Regions from separate parts of the Sus scrofa genome. Here region 1 is linked to region 2. The links are chromatin contacts, called in public Hi-C maps. All regions are on one chromosome and are shown on one strand. The core of a region is the stretch at or near the end of the contact, and the rest is flanking DNA. Distances in the headings are between cores, read along the strand shown.

What was found. Hi-C and Micro-C count contacts between places; a contact is called where the count stands out from the background.
Region 1: a contact with region 2 is called in a Hi-C map of retroperitoneal adipose tissue, with 2.3 times the contacts expected there. The contact joins the promoter of INHBB here to the enhancer-like site in region 2. A contact is called at or near these places in 2 of 5 promoter capture datasets (fetal skeletal muscle and liver), 27 of 47 Hi-C or Micro-C datasets (adipocytes, adipose tissue, alveolar macrophages and 17 more) and 1 of 2 datasets of contacts at active chromatin or transcription factors (skeletal muscle).

What each region holds. Positions count from the first base shown.
Region 1 is chr15:31,002,878-31,008,280 of Sscrofa11.1, reverse strand. INHBB (inhibin beta B subunit) reads left to right here and starts at 3,876. Exons shown (of 2, transcript NM_001164842.1): 1 at 3,876-5,057. The coding sequence starts at 4,610.
Region 2 is chr15:30,624,047-30,629,202 of Sscrofa11.1, reverse strand. No RefSeq gene overlaps it. Among named protein-coding and RNA genes, the nearest start is that of GLI2, 47 kb to the right of the region's middle. Within about 2 kb of position 3,277, at least 8 of the 83 cell types and tissues checked have an H3K27ac peak or open chromatin away from gene starts, as enhancers often do. A contact at or near this core is called in adipose tissue, embryonic fibroblasts, omental adipose tissue and 1 more, where this site is marked.

The DNA of each region.
Region 1 (5,403 bases), core at 2,627-5,126, 380 kb before region 2:
CCTACACTGCAACTCATGGCAGTACTGGATCTTTAACCCACAGAGCAAGGCCAGGGATCAAATCTGTATCCTCATGGATACTAGCTGGGTTTGTTACCGCTGAGCCATTGTGGGAACTGTTCAAGGCTCATTTTTATGGCTTGCTTTGTTACTTTTGGAATCTTCATCTCCAAATTGACACCGAGCTATGGGTTATGCAAAACAAAACAAAAAACTATTGTGAAAGCAAGTGCTCTGAGCTCCCCAGAGGAAGCTCTCTCCAAACTCTGTGCTCCCCAAGAGAGCCCGTCGTGGTGCAACGGAAACGAGTCCAGCTAGGAACCAGGAGGTTGCAGGTTTAATGCCTGGCATCGCTCAGTGGTTAAGGATCCGGCATTGCCATGAGCTGTGGTGTAGGTTGCAGACGCAGCTCGGATCTAGTGTGACTGTGGCTGTGGTTGTGTGGCTGTGGCTGGCAGCTGTAGCTCCAATTAGACCCCTAGCCTGGGCACCTCCATATGTCGTGGGTGCAGCCCTAAAAAGCACAAACAAAAACAACTCCGTGTGTTCAGAACCAGAGTGTCACCGTGTTTTCTTCCTGCCTTCCCCATTGGGCCTGAGTGCCTCGATGGCGTCAGAGAGTCAGCATTTTGTGTGGGGACGGCCTGGTCCTGCAGGCCAGGTTGAGGGCGTTGGCTGGCTCACCGATGTGCATTATTGTATTAAAAACTGACAGGCACTGTCACATCCCTGGCTCAGATGGAGGGCTGAGGTCACCCTCAATCTAAAAGGGGAACAGAACCCAGTGCTAAATAAGGCTTTGAAGCAACAGGAAAAGGTCCTTGCCCCTCCGTAGGGGATGGGGTGCTCTCCCCCTCCACAAAGCACAAGGTGATCTGGAAGAACTCAATTTACACCCTTGGCTCCTGGGGGCTGGGGGATCAGCAGAGGGCGGGATAATCCCAGCTTCTTGAGCAGATGGTTTCTGACTACCGCTTGACCCAGTTCCCTCCTAGCAGATGACTGGCAGCGGGGCTGACAGCTCCTCCATCAGGGGAGCAAAACGTGGACCCTCCTCTCAACCTCCTGTTCCCTCCTCCTACCAGCAAGGACATGGTGGCTTTTGCCTCTTCCCAATGCCAGGGCAACAGGCAGGATGTTGCACTTTCCCAGTGCCATGGAGCATCGCCCCTGCCATCCTCTAGCTCTGTCCAGCCCAGGTGGAGCTCACAATAAGAAGGGCTGTAGCCTGGCAGACAAGGAACGCCTTCTGTGAGGCTTGTGCTGGGGAGCGGGAGTGTTAAATCCTTCATGAGCTTAATGATTTCTCTCATTCAGTCGATCAATCAATCAATCAATCAACCAAGTATTGGTTCAATAAGGTTCCTTAATCATCTGCTAGGTTTGGCCTCAGATAGGGCTCAGGAGGCTGGTACTTGTTCTCCAGGAGCCTGAGGCCCCATGCAGGGGACAGACAGGTGAAGAGATTATAGCCAGGCACTGGGCTGAGAGGCCCAATCTGGCAAGTAACTATTCAGGGCACAAGAAGGCCATGGTGGGCTTCACCAAGGAAATGAGGCTGGGCTGGGGCTCGAAGACTGAGTTTACCAAGCAGGTTGGTGGTTGTGATGATGGAAAAGAGCTATTAGATCGGAGCACGTGGAAGATGCAAGCAAGGTCATAAAGGGGGGGTCCAGTCTGGCTCAGGGCCACCACGCAGAAGGTGCTGGCCCAGGCAGCCCAGGAGCAGAGCATCTTCTTATTGCTTGGGGATTGCAGGCTCTGGGACTACAGGCTCTGGAACAAGGTGAGTGGTGGACAGCTGAGTTTGGGAGTGGCAGATAACTGCAATCTGGAGAAAGCCCTAAGGAGTCAGAAGGGCTGCCATCTTGGGGACCCTCCTGGACCCCTGCTCCTGACTTTGGGTTGGTAAACCCATACCAGCCTCATTTTTTTGCACCGCGGGAGCAGCCCTGCTAACCTCCGGGTCGGTTCCTCTGATCGGGAGGGAGGGGGCGCTCCGCCTCCAGACTTGCGGGCCTCGGTGCGGCTGCGGTCCGGGCTGAGCGCCACAGCAGCCGAGAAGCTTGCGATGAGGGGCCGCGGAGGGTGCGGTGGGGGTAACCCCAAGCAGATGGCCCAGGTCTTCCTCGGTGGTCCTGGGTTTCCTAATATCCTAAGACCAGAATGACCTCTTCGCAATCGCACTGTTACCGGGGCACGGCCACTGTGGGTCGGGGTCCGGACGATTGATGGAAGAGGGCAAGGCCGGGTTCCTGGCCCCAGGCGCTGCGCCCTAGGCGCACTGCTTTGCGGCTCCAAGTCCATGTTGGGCGTGATGACGGACAGAAGGAATGGATTGCACTTGGGGTTCTGGAGGGGGATGGGAGCTTGGTTTCCATCGACAGCACCTCTTGTCTGGTGGCCTAAGAACGGAGGCCTTGGAACATAATTTGAGTACTGTGAGGAGCTTGGCCCAGTTGCTTACTTTGGGGCGCCCAGCCAGCCCGTGTGCTAATAGGTGTGACTGTGCCCCGTGTACAGATGAGGCAGTAGTGACTAGAGTGTGAACACTCTACCCAAGGTCACTGCTGCAAACTGTCCGTGACTGAGCCTAGACTGGAACCCGGTTTATCTCAGGCTAAGGTTTGCCAGTTGGGGGGGTGGCGGTGCTGAGGAAGACCTCGCCAACCTGGAGACCTCGCCAACCTGGAGGTCTCTCGGCCGCGAGGCCGGTTCCCCCACGCAATCGAGGAGTTCCTCGGGGCTCAGAGCCGGGGGAAGGCAGGCCTCCGGCTGCGGCCACCTCCCGGCACCTCCAGCCTGCTGGGCCCACGCTTCGCCCAGTGCACCAGCGGCTTGGGGCGCTGGGCTCGGGCACTGCAGCCCGGGAGCGGCATCCACCCGCGGAGCCAGGCTGCGGCGCTCGAGGCCGCATCGCCGCCCCGCCTCGCCAAGGCCCGCGAGGGAGCTCCCCAGGCAGGCCGGGGGCGGCTGCGGCGGCGAGAGGTGCCTCTCCCGGTCGCGGAGGGCGGCGGCAGGGACGAGGGCAGGGCCTGCGCGGCTGCGGGGAGGAGGCCAGCGCCGGGATCCTGGGCCAGGAGCCCGTCGGTGCCGCCCGATGCCCGGCTGGGCTGGGGTCCGGGGCGCCCACGTGGTGAGAAAGTTTCCAGACCGCAGAAGTGGCCCGGCCTTGCGGGGGGTGAAGGGGGAAGGGAGAGGGCCGGCTCGCTCCTCCTTCTCACGAAGGCAGAAGGAAAGAAGCTGAGGGAAGCGGGGGTGGGCGGGCGGGGGGAGCGGGCAGCACCGACCTGAACAGATTCCGCCTCCCCTTCCCCCTGTCCCCCGCCTCCCGGGGAAGCTGGAGCCGGGAGGCGCGGACATTCTCCTCCCGCACGGCCAGGGCGACACTCGCCCGCCCCCCCTTTTCCTGCCAACGTCTATCTCAACGCGCGCGCACATACGGAGATTGTGCGGCTTTTTTTTTTTTTCCCCTTGGGAGAAAAAACGAGGAGAGTAAAAGAAGAGAGGGCAAAGAGAAGAACTCCTCCTCGGCGGGATCTGCACTCTGTCGAGGCCAGCGCGGGGACGCGGCCGCCACCCTCCCGCTCTCTCCCGGCCCTGCGGCGTGTGCCAGCGGGAGAGCGAGCTAGGGCACCAGCGCCGGGGACGCCGCGAGACTTTTAGGCGCTCGAGCCGACACCGCTGCCGCCGCGGCAGGCAGCGGAGACCGGAGCAAGGAGGGCCCTGCCTCCGCCTCGCCTTCCTTGCCCGGCGCCCCGCGCCCAGCCGGCCGGCGCACGCGGGCGGAGGGAGGCAGGAGGCGAGGAGGCCGGCGGAGCAGAGGCCCCGGCGGAGCGCGCAGCGGCTGGCCGCCGGCGGATGCGGCGCCCCGGGAGCCTGGAGACAACTTTGCCGTGTGACGCGCCCGAAGGACCGCAGGGCCCGCGGCCCGGGGCTCTGCGCCGCTTCTGAACCGACCCGTGCTCCCCGGCGCCCCCGGCACCGCGCTCGCTCCGCTCCTTTGCCCGCCCGGCGGCCGGTGGAGAGGACAACCCGCCCGTCGCCGGCGGCAGCAGCCCTTCCTCCGCGCGAGGCGGCGAGGGCGAGACGCTCAGGTGTGAGCGCCGGGCCCCGCCACAGCGCCACTCCAAGCCGCGCCCGGTTCCGCTCCGGGGGCTCAGGCGCCTTCGCTTTCATCTCGGCCAAGTTGCTTCGACCGGCCTTTTCGCCACCTTCCCCGCCCGGCGGCGAAGCCGCCGCTGCCGCCGCTTTCGCTTCACCCGAGCGGGGCCTGCGGGGCCCCGACGCGGAAAGGATGGGGAGAAGGCTGCGGATGCCGAGGCGCCCCGAGACGCCCGAGTGGCAGTGACCCCTCGCTACCGCCTCGCCCAGCGCACCTCTCCGGCTCCCGGGGCCCACCGCACCCCTTCCCCGCCGCGCGGGAATCCCCGCGGCCCGGCCGGCCCCCTCCCCTGTGAGCCGGCGGCGGCCCTCCCGGCGGGCGGGTGGAGGCCCGGGCGGGCGCGGGCGGGGGCGGGGCGGGGCGGCGCGCCTGGAGCCCGGAGCCCGGCCCTGCGCTCGGCTCGGCTCGCCTCGCGGCGGGCGCCCTCGTCGCCAGCGGCGCACCATGGACGGGCTGCCCGGTCGGGCGCTGGGGGCCGCCTGCCTTTTGCTGCTGGCGGCCGGCTGGCTGGGGCCCGAGGCCTGGGGCTCACCCACGCCCCCGCCGTCGCCAGCCGCTCCACCTCCGCCCCCGCCGCCCGGAGCCCTCGGCGGCTCCCAGGACACCTGCACGTCGTGCGGCGGCTTCCGGCGGCCAGAGGAGCTGGGCCGGCTGGACGGCGACTTCCTGGAGGCGGTGAAGCGCCACATCTTGAACCGCCTGCAGATGCGGGGCCGACCCAACATCACCCATGCCGTGCCCAAGGCCGCCATGGTCACGGCCCTGCGCAAACTACATGCGGGCAAGGTGCGCGAGGACGGCCGGGTGGAGATCCCGCACCTGGACGGCCACGCCAGCCCTGGCGCCGACGGCCAAGAGCGGGTCTCCGAGATCATCAGCTTCGCAGAGACAGGTGGGTCGGTCCCTTGAGTATCCAGCCGTGGCTCTCGCCCCTTCCTCCACCCCCTTTTCCTTGCCCACGTTGTCCACCGCCGCCGCAGGCAGCGCGCCCTGGGGGAAACCTGGGCTCCTGGCCCGGCCCGCTCGCCTTGGGCCCTGTGCGCTCCGTCCTGGTTGCTGTCCTCTTTCTTCGGGTAGCAACCCCTTCTTGCTCCCCCTACCCCCGGCACAGAGTGCTTTCCTCTCCACCCCTGCTCTCCAGAATCGGGCCCCAGCGCCTCTGGGCGCGCGTCCCCCCTCCCGACAGATGCATGCTGCCCTGGCTCCGCGGGCACTTGCTCGGTGATTGCTTAATGTTT
Region 2 (5,156 bases), core at 2,028-4,527:
CCTCGGAGCACAGGAAGCTGTTCTTACACCCCGTTGTGCTGGTTTCATTACCACCTGCAGCCTGGTAGCCTGGCATGGAGGGTACCTCATGCCTCATCGGGGGGTAGAGGGCAGGGTGGTAACTGGACCCAGTCACCAGGGCCCTCTGCTTCCTGCTAATGCTGTTTCTGGATCTGAGTGCAGCACTTTTGTGAACTTTGCATCTTAAAAAAAAAATTTATTATAGTTGATTTACAAAGTTCTGTCAATTTCTGCTGTACAGGAAAGTGGCCCAGTTATTCATGTATATATACATTCTTTTTCTCATCTTATCTTCCATCACGTTCCATCACAAGTGATCAGATATATTTCCCTGTGCTATTTACAGCAGGACCTCATTGCTTATGCTTTGTATCTTCTTGTAAGTTAAACTTCTATGAAAACTTAAAAAAAAAAGACAAGGAGGGAATGGAAGGGAGAGATGCACCCTGAGCCTGGAGTCTGAGCAGAAAGCGGCAGGTGTGCAGCTGCCCCTGGAGGAGATGGGAGGGGACGCTGAGTGGGGACAGACTGAAGGTGGTGGAGAGGGACCAGGGGAGGCCCAAGTGTGGGACAGGCTCAGATGCTCTGTGTCCTGTAAGGGGATGCGAGATTGGCTCTCCTGTAACCCAGGTGACAGGACCCAGACCTGGTCCACAGGGCCATGGCTCAATCTTTCCACCAGGTTTGATGTGCCCTTACTGTGCAGGGCGGGGCTGGGGTGCCAGGATGGCTAGGACAGATGCCATCAGCCCTCCCAGGGCCTAAGGGGCTGAGTTGGGGGTAGGTGGCAGGCAGTTCCATTTGAGAGGTCAGGGAGGAGGACTCATAGGGTGAGAGCCAGGGGAAGGATCAGATGTGGTCAAGAAAAGAGACGGAGTTCCCATCATGGCTCATAGGTTACCAACTCGACTAGTATCCATGAGGATGTGGGTTCAATCCCTGGCCTCACTCAGTGGGTTAAGGATCCGGCGTTGCTGTGAACTGTGGTGTAGGTCACAGATGTGGCTCAGATCCCAAGTTGCTGTGACTGTGGTGTAAGCCAGCAGCTGCAGCTCTGATTCAACCCCTAGCCTGGGAACCTCCATATGCTGTATGTGCGGCCCTAAAAAATCAAAAAAGGGGGGGTAGGTGGAGAAAGGAGTCTGCCCCAGGGCCTCTGGGGAGACTGCAGAGCAACCCTCAAGCCCTAGTTTACACTGTGAGCCAGAGAGCTCATCTCACCTGCTGACTGGCTATGCAACCCCAAGCTGTTGTCCATCTCAAGGACCAGGGACAATGGAACATTAAACTGGTGATGGTTAAGGGTTCCCTGGTGGGAACACTCATATACTGTTGGTGGGAATATAAGTTGGAATAACCATTGTGGAAAAGAGTATGGAGGCTCCTCAGAAAACTCAGTATAGGACCACCATATGATATAGCAACCCTACTCCTGGGCATCTATCCAGACAAAACTATAATTCAAAAAGATTCATGGGAGTTCCCATCATGGCTCAGTGGTTAACAAACCCAACTGGTATCCATGAGGATACAGGTTCAATCTCTGGCCTTGCTCAGTGGGTTAAGGATCCAGCATTGCCATGAGCTGTGGTGTAGGTCACAGATGGGGCTCGGATCCCCAGCTGCTGTGGTTGTGGTGTAGGTCAGCAGCTATAGCTCCAATTCAACCCCTAGCCTCCAATTCAATCTCCATATGCCACAGGTACGGCCCTAAAAAGACAAAAACAAAACAAAAAGATTCACGGACCTCTGTGTTCATAGAAGCTCTATTCACAATAGTCAAGACATGGAAACAACCTAAATGTTTATTGACAGGTGAATGGACTAAGAAGATGTGGTACATGTATACAATGGAATACTACTCAGCCATAAAAAAGAACAAAATAATGCCATTTGCATCAAGGTAGATGCAACTAAAGATTATCATACTAAGTGAAGTAAGTCAGAAAGAGAAAGACAAATACTATATGATATCACTTACTTGTGGAATCTAAAATAGGGCACAAATGAACCTATCTACAAAACAGAAACAGACTCAGTGACATGAAAAACAGATTTGTGGTTGCCAAAGGGGAGGGGGAGGAGGAGGGAGTGGGATGGATGGGGAGTTTGGTAGATGCAAACTGTTAAATTTAGAATGGATAAGCAATGAAGTCTCGCTGTATAGCACAGGAAACTATATCCAGTCTCTTGTGAAAGAACATGATAGAAGATAACATGAGAAAAAGAATGTGTAGGACCAGGTCACTTTGCTATACAGCAAAAATTGACAGAACACTATAAATCCAGTATAATTTAAAATTTTTTAATTCATTTTATTTATTTATTTATTTATTTATTTATTTATTTATTTATTTATTTATGTATTTTGTATTTTTAGGGCTGCACCCACAGCATATGGAGGTTCCCAGGCTAGGGGTCAAATTGAAGCTGTAGCTGCCAGCCTACACCAGAGGCACAACAACACTGGATCCAAGCCACATCTGTGACCTACACCACAGCTTAATGGCAATGCCGGATCCTTAACCCACTGAGCAAGGTCAGGGATCAAACCCGCAACCTCATGGTTCCTAGTCGGATTCGTTTCCACTGCACCACGGAAGGAACGCCAAGAAAAATATATTTTTTTAAAGAGTTCCCTGGTGGCCTAGAGTTTAAGGATCCAGTGCTGTCACTGCTAGGGCTCTGGTTACTCTTATGTATGGCTTGGGTTCCATCCCTGGCCTGGAAACTTCCACATGTCATGGGCGTGGGCAAAAAATGGTGATGGCTAGGCCAACAGAAGCCATCATTTTAGAAGGCAGTAACTAGGAGTTCACTCAATGCTGGGGCTGAATTCTGTTGATTTTATGTTCTTCCTTTTTTTTTTTTTTTTTTAAAAAAGGCCGTACCCAAGCCATTTGGAAGTTCCTGGGCCAGGGATTGACTCCGGGCCACTGCTGCATTAAGGCTGGATCCTTTAACTCACTGCACCAGGCCAGGGATTAAACCCGAGCCTCTGCAGCTACCCGAGCTGCTGCAGCTGGATGCTTAACCCACAGCACCACAGCAGGAACTCCAATTTTATTTTCTCTAACATCATGCCACGCTATCAGCTCCCTCCCCCCAGTCTAGGCCTGACAGTTGAACAAGTCTGTCGAAATCCGCTTCTCCTCTCTGATCGGTGTGTTTTCTTTCACAGGGGTTTCTATGACTTTCTGGAAAAACAGAAGCATGATATAAAGGAACTGGGCTGAATTATCCATCACGCCAAGCTCTCGAGCTCAGCACAGGCCAGCAAGAGAAAAACACGCTCACTCTGCACAAATTCTTCCACTACCTTCATATTTACAGCTAATGAAGAAAATATGGTCCAGCCATGCCTTTATCTGCCTCCCTCTTTCTCCCACATCTGACATGCCTCACTTATATTGAGCTATAAATAAATTATCATCCTTCTGGGGGAAAAAAAATCGCAAATGCTTTGTGGAATTGAAAACAGGCAGCATTTTTTGGAGTGAAAAATTTCACTGTGAAACTGGTGACTTGGTAATCATTTGGTTGCTGTGGCGGGACAAGTTCCAGTACATTCCTCCTAAAGGGAGTCATCTCTCAGGGGACCTGACCTGGCAGCTGCTGAGGGATTTGATAGCATTGTGGCCTGAGCAGGGAGGGGACCATGTGAGCCCCGGCACTGCCACCTCCTGTTCCCAGTGCCTGACCACTGCAGGCTTGCTCCATGACAGGCCAAACCAGAGGCCAAGATGAGGCAGGGACACTGGCAGGTGAGAGTCTTCAGAAGCCTGTTGTTCCGGGACCTCCTTGACCTTCGATTTTCCTGCGCTCACATCATACCTGTGACCAAGGTGGCTCAAGTTGAGCTTTGGGCTTGGAAGATCCCAAATGAGAAATTAAAGACTAAATAAGAGGAGTTCCTCTTGTTCCACATTTTAGGCATGAGGTGTGGAGCTGAGGGACAGTGGAGGAGCAGCAGGTCCCACAAGGACAACCACCGGGCACAGGCGCACCCCGACCGCCGGGCTATCGAGCAGACGCCTCTGTGTCGTGGAGTTTGGCCTGGGAAGGGGCCTCTGTGTCCCTCCCTCCAGCTCAGGACCGCCACGCAGGTCGCAGGACGAGGGCAAAGCGGGCTCCTGGCGGCTGTCCCCACCTTCCCTCCCAGGAGAGAGCAGCCCGGCCCCGGGGCAGCAGGATGGAGGCAGCAAAGAGACCCCGTTCCTCCCACGAACATCACAGCCCTGCAGCCTCGGCGGCGTCCCAAACCGCAACTCCAAACCACCCCCACCCCTGGCGGAAGGAACATACTTTCCGCGCTGGGTCAGCGGTGTAACCGGGAACACCCCTTGTTCCCCTACTCCCCACCCGCCCTGTAAACAGGCAGGTGGCAGCCTGAGAACATGGGACAGCCTCAACATAGGACCATGGAACCCAACGATGTGACACTGGGAATCACTTTCCTTCGGGGTCTGGGTTTGGCTTGGAGCCTGGGACAGAGGACTAGCCTGAGGCTGGTGGGCACACAGGGACAGTGGCCTGGTCAGCAGAACCCGGTCCCGACCTGTTTTCCAGCGGCTCGGTTCACAGGACAAGCCTCTCCTTTGCATGCACCTGTGCTAAGCCCATTACATCATCTCTGTCCCCTCCTGCCCATCTCAGTGTCCCCAAATCCGAGGGCTGCTCCATCCCACTCCTGCCAGTTCTGTCTTCCCTTCTGTGGACCGCGATACCACCAGCTCCATGGGGAGCACCCAAGCACTCTCCTGGTTCTCAGCACTTCACTCGCTTACAACCCACAACAGCCCCCTGAGCAGAAGCCCACTCCTGTTTCCTGTTCACAGTAGAGGAAACCCCTGGGAGTGGTTACTGCCCTGGCCCAGGGCCCACATTGTCAGCTCACAGGGGCTTGGCACACAGAGCCCGAAATCCTGCCGCGGGGCCCCAGAGCCTGCCCCCCACCCCCAACCCCGCCCCCAGCTGAGCAATTCTCTCTGAGCAGCTTCCAGGGTTCTCCACCGCGTCTCCCAGCTGCCTAAAGATAATCATTATATTTGCCCTTTTATTTCTGACAACAAAAGCAGCAAAAGGAAAGAAGAAAATAAAACCATTCTCTTTTGCATTCCCTCCTGTCCAGCTCT